Regions from separate parts of the Mus musculus genome. Here region 1 is linked to region 2. A link is a contact called in public promoter capture Hi-C data. All regions are on one chromosome and are shown on one strand. The core of a region is the stretch at or near the end of the contact, and the rest is flanking DNA. Distances in the headings are between cores, read along the strand shown.

What was found. Capture Hi-C pulls out chosen DNA fragments and counts their contacts.
Region 1: a contact with region 2 is called in a promoter capture Hi-C map of pancreatic islet. The contact joins two enhancer-like sites. A contact is called at or near these places in 3 of 115 datasets of contacts at active chromatin or transcription factors (bone marrow-derived macrophages, embryonic stem cells and memory CD8 T cells) and 1 of 9 other capture datasets (pancreatic islet).

Annotation. Positions count from the first base shown.
Region 1 is chr19:46,509,616-46,513,582 of GRCm38.p6, forward strand. It overlaps Trim8 (tripartite motif-containing 8), which reads left to right. Exons shown (of 6, transcript NM_053100.2): 2 at 3,108-3,203; 3 at 3,493-3,726. Among named protein-coding and RNA genes, the nearest start is that of Trim8, 10 kb to the left of the region's middle. Within about 2 kb of position 1,821, at least 146 of the 459 cell types and tissues checked have an H3K27ac peak or open chromatin away from gene starts, as enhancers often do. A contact at or near this core is called in pancreatic islet, where this site is marked.
Region 2 is chr19:46,244,252-46,247,785 of GRCm38.p6, forward strand. It overlaps Gbf1 (golgi-specific brefeldin A-resistance factor 1), which reads left to right. Exons shown (of 40, transcript NM_178930.3): 4 at 1,838-1,969. Among named protein-coding and RNA genes, the nearest start is that of 4833438C02Rik, 60 kb to the right of the region's middle. Within about 2 kb of position 1,995, at least 6 of the 459 cell types and tissues checked have an H3K27ac peak or open chromatin away from gene starts, as enhancers often do. A contact at or near this core is called in pancreatic islet, where this site is marked.

The DNA of each region.
Region 1 (3,967 bases), core at 571-3,070, 270 kb after region 2:
CAGGAACTGAGGTTATTTACAGATGGTTGTGAGCCCCTGTTAGTGCCAGGAATCAAACCTGGATCCTCTCCACCCAAGCAGCTAGCACTCTTAGCTACTGAACTGCTTCTTTAAACCCCTAAGAAAGTTTCAATGTCAGCCCCTTCGTTGTCGGGGGTCTCCAAAGACCCAACAGTCATTACTTGTAATTGGGTGTAAATGTATGTGCACTCAGGAGTCTCAGAGCCCAGGTTGCTCAGGTGTGTATCTGGGCAGTCCTTTAGGCACCTCCATTTCTATGCCATACAAGCTATATTTATTGTCAATCTGGCCACTCTGGCTGACAAGGGCACGGTCTGCCGGGTCACTGCAGGGAAGAGCCAGCTGGGACCAACTCCAGGCTTTCTAGACCTGGAAAGAGAGCCTTACCTTCACCTAACCCCTCAGCATCTTTCTTCTTTGTTTCTTGGCTAGCAACCTCTCTAGAATAGATCTGCCTGAAGTTTCCTGCTGGTCTTGATTTCCTTAGATATAATTGAGGAAGGAACTCTTAGGGAAGGTGAGCAGGGGTTATGTGGTGAGCCTAAAGGCCCCCACAGCAGAAGAGAAGTGCCCTTGCCAAGGTGGACATTTCCCCTGAGTGTCTGGGAGCTGCTTTGCAGAGCATTGTGTTTAGCCCTTGGGTGTTTCTGGAAATGGATTCACAACAACCAGGTTCTCCTGCCTTTTTGAGGTATGACTATGAAGAAAGGCAGAGGGCAGCTGCAGCTGCAAAGCCCCCCCCCCTTTTAATACAGGGTCTCCCTTTATAGCCAAGAATGACCTCAATCTTGTCCCTCAGTGTCCCCAGAGTAGAAACTAAGACTTGCACCGTCATGCCTAGCTAACACCAATTCTTATTTTCCACCAACACCCCTTTTGCCTTTTTCTTATTTTTTTCTAACCCTTCTGGTTCAGACTGGCCTTGAACTTGCGGTGATCTTCCTGCTTCACCTTCGAAGAGCTAATACTTTGGATGTGTGCCACCATCCCAAGCCAAAGCTCAGTCCCTTAAGAGGGTTGAAAAGAATGCTGCATGGGTGTGCAGCACATGCCTTTAATCCAAACACTCTGGAGGCAGAGATAAAATGTCTTGAGTTCTGGGCCTGTCCGAGTGAATTCTTGGACAGCCAGGACTGACTGTTACACAGAGAAACACTGTCTCGAAAAACTAACCAAACAAACAAAAAAAAGAGAGAGGGTTAGAATTTCTAGAGAAATCAGATCATGACTTGTGAATGAAATACAAAGTATCAGAATGTGAGTTGAAGATGCAGGTCTGTGTAGAACACTTGCCTAGCTTGTGCAAGGCCCTGGGCTCTATCCTCCATGTTGTAACACCACAGTAACAGTAGGGGGCGGTAGCCTAGTGAGGGGGGGGGGTGCTAGGCTAGAGCTGCCACATGACTTCCTGGGAGTGGCAGCATTTTATGTACAGTAGCTGAGGCTGGTGCATCTGGGAGCCTGAAGCTGCCCTCCATTTTTCTCTCTCTCTCTCTCTCTTTTTTTTTTTTTTTTTTTTGAGTCAAGGTCTTTCTATGTACTGGCGCCGGCTCCCAAAACTCCTGTGTCAGCTTCCCAGTGCTAGGGTTGCAGGCCCGTATGTCCATATCTGCCTTACTTTATTTTGTATTAATCTCAATGTAAAAAGTGGCTGCTATACTAAAGAACACTGCTACCCAGTAGGGCAGGATGTGACAGCCGACAGACCACATGACCAGGATTGGAAGACCTGTACCAACTCAGAACAAACAGGGTCATGGAAAGTTCCTCAGAGTTGGGCCTCAGAAAGCGGACAAAGGAGAAGCGGGCACTGTTAGCTGGCAGGAAATGACAGGAAGAACTGAAGTGCCCTGTGAGCACAGTGCTGGGGAGATCCTGGGGAAGCAGGCAGTCACAGGACCTTCTAAAGGCACGTGGCGTGGCGCTCCTGTCCCAGCCAAAGACGTACTTACCTTACACTAGCGGCTGGATGGTTCCTGGCCATGGGGAATTATCTGAAAGGAGGCGGTCATGTTAGGTGGGCGAGACTTTGTCTGAAGAGGTGTGTTTGTGATGGGATAAAGGATTGTGGAAACAGACAATTAGGGACATTAGTAACCCTTGCAGAGAACCTGCATTCAATTCCATTTCCAGGGATCCAATCCCTTCTGACCTCTGCCAGCGCCAGACAGGTACCTGGTGCACATAGTTATGTTCAGGCAAAACACTCATATATAAAATAAAAGGAGTCACTCTCTACTGGTCCTGCTGAGGTGCTGAACCACGTGACTTCTGAGACTGGGGCTTAGCCTCGGGAACAAGGAAGGGGTGGCTTTGTTGCTAAGCTATAGAACAAGGCAAATATAAGGCAAGCTCAGGAGCCTGTGTCACCTTGGAGGCTGTTTGACTGTCTGCATCTTAGGGTGCTCTACTCAAGCCGGTGCCCCAGGGAAAGGTTCCTGGCTTGAATAATCACAGGCCTCCTACCCCATTACCTGGGATGTATCACTCGTTAGCTCTACAACTTCAGAGATAAATATTTATTTTTAATTATGTATATGTGTGTCTATGAGCACTTGGGAAGGCCAGAGGAGTCAGAGTCCCCTGAACCGCCTGTGAGCTGCCTGACTGGTGCTGGGAACGGAACCTGACTCTGGGTCTACCACGAGAGCAGTGGGCATTCCTAACCACTGAGACATCTCTTCAGCTCCATTGGCCGGATGACTGTAGCCAGGTTGTCGGACCTCTCCAGGCCTCAGTTTCATCCTTTGTGAATGATGATAGTACAGTACTTACCTCATGGATGGCTAGGGTGACTAGATGAACCCCCTTCTAAATATAATGAAGTGATGGGTCATAGAAAGCAGGGGGCTGCCCTTAGAAAGCTCAGGGCTTGACTACCCATGAAGACCCTCGCGTTTCCCATTACTGAAAACTGCTGGTCCTGGTGCTGCTTGAGGGGTAGGGAGGCTGGCTGGTAGAGATTTTAGGTCCTCTTGAGTCAGAGGACCTCTGAGAAGACTCTGTGAACAAGAGGGTGATATGCTGCCCTACTGAGTGTGGAGCAGCACCCCATTCTCACACTGCTATTCCAACTGTCCCTACAGAAGATGCTCATGAAGCAGCAGGAGCGGCTGGAGGAGAGAGAGCAGGACATTGAGGACCAGCTGTACAAGCTCGAGTCAGACAAGCGCCTGGTGGAGGTAGTGAACCCTGAGCACAAGTGGGGTGATGGGGATGCAGGGTCTTGAGGCTCTCTGTGCCGGAGCCACCTGTCAATCACTCACCTATTGGAATAGGAGCCCACAGGTCAAGAGTGGTTGGCACACAGCCCAGTGCTATACAGGGGGAATTGGTGGGTCACACCTTACCCTCAGAAGGCAGGGGCCTCAAGAGCCCAGACCCTAGCACCAGAAATGGAGTTGGGGTAGTGACGGCAGCCCGAGGTCACTCAGTGCTCATGTGCCTGCCGATCCTTGTCTATCTCTGCAGGAGAAAGTGAGCCAGCTGAAGGAGGAGGTGCGGCTGCAGTACGAAAAGCTGCACCAGCTGCTGGATGAAGACTTGCGGCAGACAGTGGAGGTCCTGGACAAGGCGCAAGCCAAGTTCTGCAGCGAGAACGCGGCGCAGGCGCTGCACCTTGGGGAGCGCATGCAGGAGGCCAAGAAGCTGCTGGGCTCCCTGCAGCGTCTCTTCGACAAGACAGAGGACGTCGGCTTCATGAAGGTGGGACTGAAGCCCTGCTCCCAACTGCTTCTAGCCCAGGACGCTCACCTCCTTTGTCTTTGGAGCCAGCCTGCATGGGCTAGACTTTGTCCAACTGCTGTTCCTAGTTCTGTGACCTTGGGCAAGTCACCGATGCTTCCTAAGCCTTGGTGACCAGTCCGCCATCCTTTATCTGTTAGTCCACCAACTATCCTTTTAGTCCACATTCTTTTGTTTGTTTGTTTGTTTTTTGTTTTTGTTT
Region 2 (3,534 bases), core at 745-3,244:
TGTGCATACAGAACATCAGACATTTTCCTCCATTGCTGTCTACCTTATTTTTGGGGACGGAATTTCTCATTGAACCTGGAATTCACCTTGTCAGCTAGGAGCCCCCCCACACACACACACACACACACACACACACACAGGAGTTAGAGACTTTTTTTACCCAGGTGCTGGAGGTCTGAACCCAGGCCCACGTTCTTATGCAGCAAGCACCTTACTCAGCCATTCCCCGGTCTCATGGTACATTTCTTAATGAGCCTTTAAAAAGTGTTATGTATTTCACCCTTCCTAACTGTATTCTCTCTACCTTAATGTCTGTTAACACACATGTGCATGCTCTCACACACGCACACATTTCTCTTTATTTTTTTTCTGTAAGTCATCAATCTCTAGGTGGATCCAGTGGGGAATGAGAAGCAGGTTTTGTACAGCTGATGTGATCACTATACAGACAGCCTTGGAAAATACTACCCAATCTGCCAGTTAATTAAAGCGTTAATCTGGGAAGCAGCCGGCCCAGAAAATGTTTACTCAGAGAGGAGGAAAGGTAGGGACTGAGTAGGGAGTGCCCTACATTTGCATGAAAATGAAGCGCTCGCTCACGCACTCAGCCCTACAGCCCTACTTTCCCTCCCCTCAGTCTCTAAGGTGGGATAGCCTTGATCATATCCCTGAAAGATTCTGGCCTGTTTGGGAAAACTCAAAAGGAAACTAGCTCTGAAAACTCAAACCACAGTAGAGTAGAAAGAAGCAATTTAACTGTCAGCAAAGTCAGGTAGGCAGGAAGTCCAGAGTAGTGTGTCTTACCCTGGACTGAGATCTGCTACAGTAGACATATGTGCTGGCAGTGAGGTAGGGTAGATGTGTGGTTTGGGAATTGTAAAACCATGTAAATCTCAGCTCTGCTTATTGTGTGATTCAAGGCCAATCATGATCTTATCTAAACCATACTTTTTCTCAAAGACTGTGATGCTCCTTCATCTCAGGACAGTTAGCTACCTGTGTGCTCTGGGAAAGAGGGGGGAAAGAGGGAGGGAAGAAGGTGGGTTAAGACCTTGCAAGATTACAAACTGTCGCTATGACTGGAGGCTGCTCAGCCTTTGCTTATTCCAGGCTTCCTTTCCATCAGGGAACTAAAATCAGGTTTCCCTCTCTCCCAGGAATGTCTTTAGTTAACAAGGTAAAGATCACCTGTGTATCACTAAAGAAATGATGAAATGAGTGTAGAAAATTGACTAAATAAGTATTGTTGGTTTCTTTCCTTTTTTATTTTTGTTTGTATTTTGAAGCAAGAGTAGCCTGCTATGTAGTCCTGGTTGCCCTGGAACTAGCTCTGTAGATAAGGCTCCCTTCAAACATGTAGTGATTTTCCTACTGCTGCCTCCTGAAAACTGGGGTTAGAATATGAACTGTCACACCTGATGTCCAGCTTTGTTAATTTTTTTGATTGTGCTCAAGGGCTGAGAATGTAGCTCATTGGAAGAATAGTTGCATATGCAGTGTCCTGAACTCAATCTCAAGCATACAGACAACAGTAATGAAACAATATTCTGTATGACAAAAAAACTCACCCTTTTAATAATCTTACTATTAACTTTCTAAATGTTCTTTTTAAAAAATATTAATCTTTTAGAGCTAAATCCTAAACCTTTTACAGATAAAAAGGTTGTGTCAGGAACTTAATTCAAGGTATTTTAGGGGGAAGAAGATTGACCCAAACAAGGAGCCCTCTAACTTCATTCAACAGACAAAAATGACCTTTTGCCAGGATTAATTTTTGTTAGTGTCTTTTCATTTTTGATTTGTGGGTCTTTTTTTTTTCTTCTTGTTTTACTTGCAGAACTCTCAGAGATTGAGCCAAATGTATTCCTTCGTCCATTTCTGGAAGTCATTCGCTCTGAAGACACCACTGGTCCTATCACCGGCCTGGCACTCACCTCTGTCAACAAGTTCCTGTCCTACGCACTCATAGGTAAGCACTTAGGCTTTGGTGGCATCTGCAGCACTCCATCTCCTGCTGCACAGGCCTTAAACCAGCTGGTTTGCCCAGCTGTCCCTTTCCTAGTAGAGACATAGGCCTACTTATTCTCAGGATGCTGATTGGCTGGGTTATCCATGGAGGGAGAGAAGAGAGAAGATTGCCTGGGACTCTAGTTTCCACCACACTTTGGAGAGTTAAGAGTGTGGTTCCCTTGTAGGTTTAGTTTGCCTTTTTTGAAAACTACCTTTATTTATTTATATGCAAAGGAACAAGCATGTTTCTAAAATTACACAAAACAGGAAGCAGGGAAAAGGGACATGCACACAGACAGGTCCCCAATGGAGGTCAGAGGACAGTCTGTGGCATAGGTTTTCTTCTCCCATCATGTGGGTCCCAAGAATAAAACTCAGTCATTAAGCTTGACAGCAAGTTCCTTTATGCACTGAGCTATCTCTCCCTCTGGCTGGTTTGCCTTATTTTCCAATTTTGTGCTGATTTTAAGAAAACTATGTAGAGACGTCTGAAAGAAAAGAAGTCTCTCCTCTCTGTCTTAGCGCCAAAATCTCTTCTTTAAGTAAATGGTGTTAGTGACATGGCTTGACTGCTTTTATCTTTTTCTTGATGCATATAAATATGAACACACGCACACCCCTCCACATTTACACACTCATCTTAAGACAGGTCTTTCTGTGTAGCTTGGAAGTTGAAGTCCTCCTGCCTCAGCCTCCCAAGTACTGGATATAGACAGTATTATCTTTTTTAAAAAATATTTATTTAGCCAGGCATGGTGGCACACCCCTTTGATCCCAGCACTTGAGAGGCAGAGGCAGGCAGATTTCTGAGTTCGAGGCCAACCTGGTCTACAAAGTGAGTTCCAGGACAGCCAGGGCTATACAGAGAAACCCTGTCCAAAAAAAAAAAAAAAAAAGATTTATTTATTCATTTTATTTTATGTGAATATGCGTGTCCCTATATATATAGATAGATAGATATAGATGTGATCTATCTCTCTCTCTCTCTCTCTCTCTATATATATATATATATATATATATGTATATGTATATATACACCACATGCATGCAGATACCCACAGAAGCCAGAAGAGGGCGTCAGACTCTCCTAACACTGTAGTTACTGCGTTTATGAGCAATCCCAGCTAGGTGCTAGGAACTGAACCTGAGTTTTCTAGAAGAGCAGAGTATTCTTAACTGATGAGCCATCTCGTCAGCCTGATTATCCCCCCTTTTTTTTTAGGTGGGAGGGAGGGGATTTGTATTATATATTTTCTGTATTTCACATAATAGTGTTTATTTGATGTATACACATAATTATATAGTTGATTTATTCCTTTCTTTGTAGGAAAACACACACACATACCCCTATAATTTTACCTTTTAACCTTTTTTTTTTTTTTTAAGATAGAGCACAAGGTGGCCTCAGATTCATTATATAGAATGGATACTGTGGATTTCAGGTCTTCCTGCCTTTCCCTTCCATACTGGGATAATAACCCTTTTGCTCCCACATCCAGTTTTATGAAGTGTTAGGATCAAAAC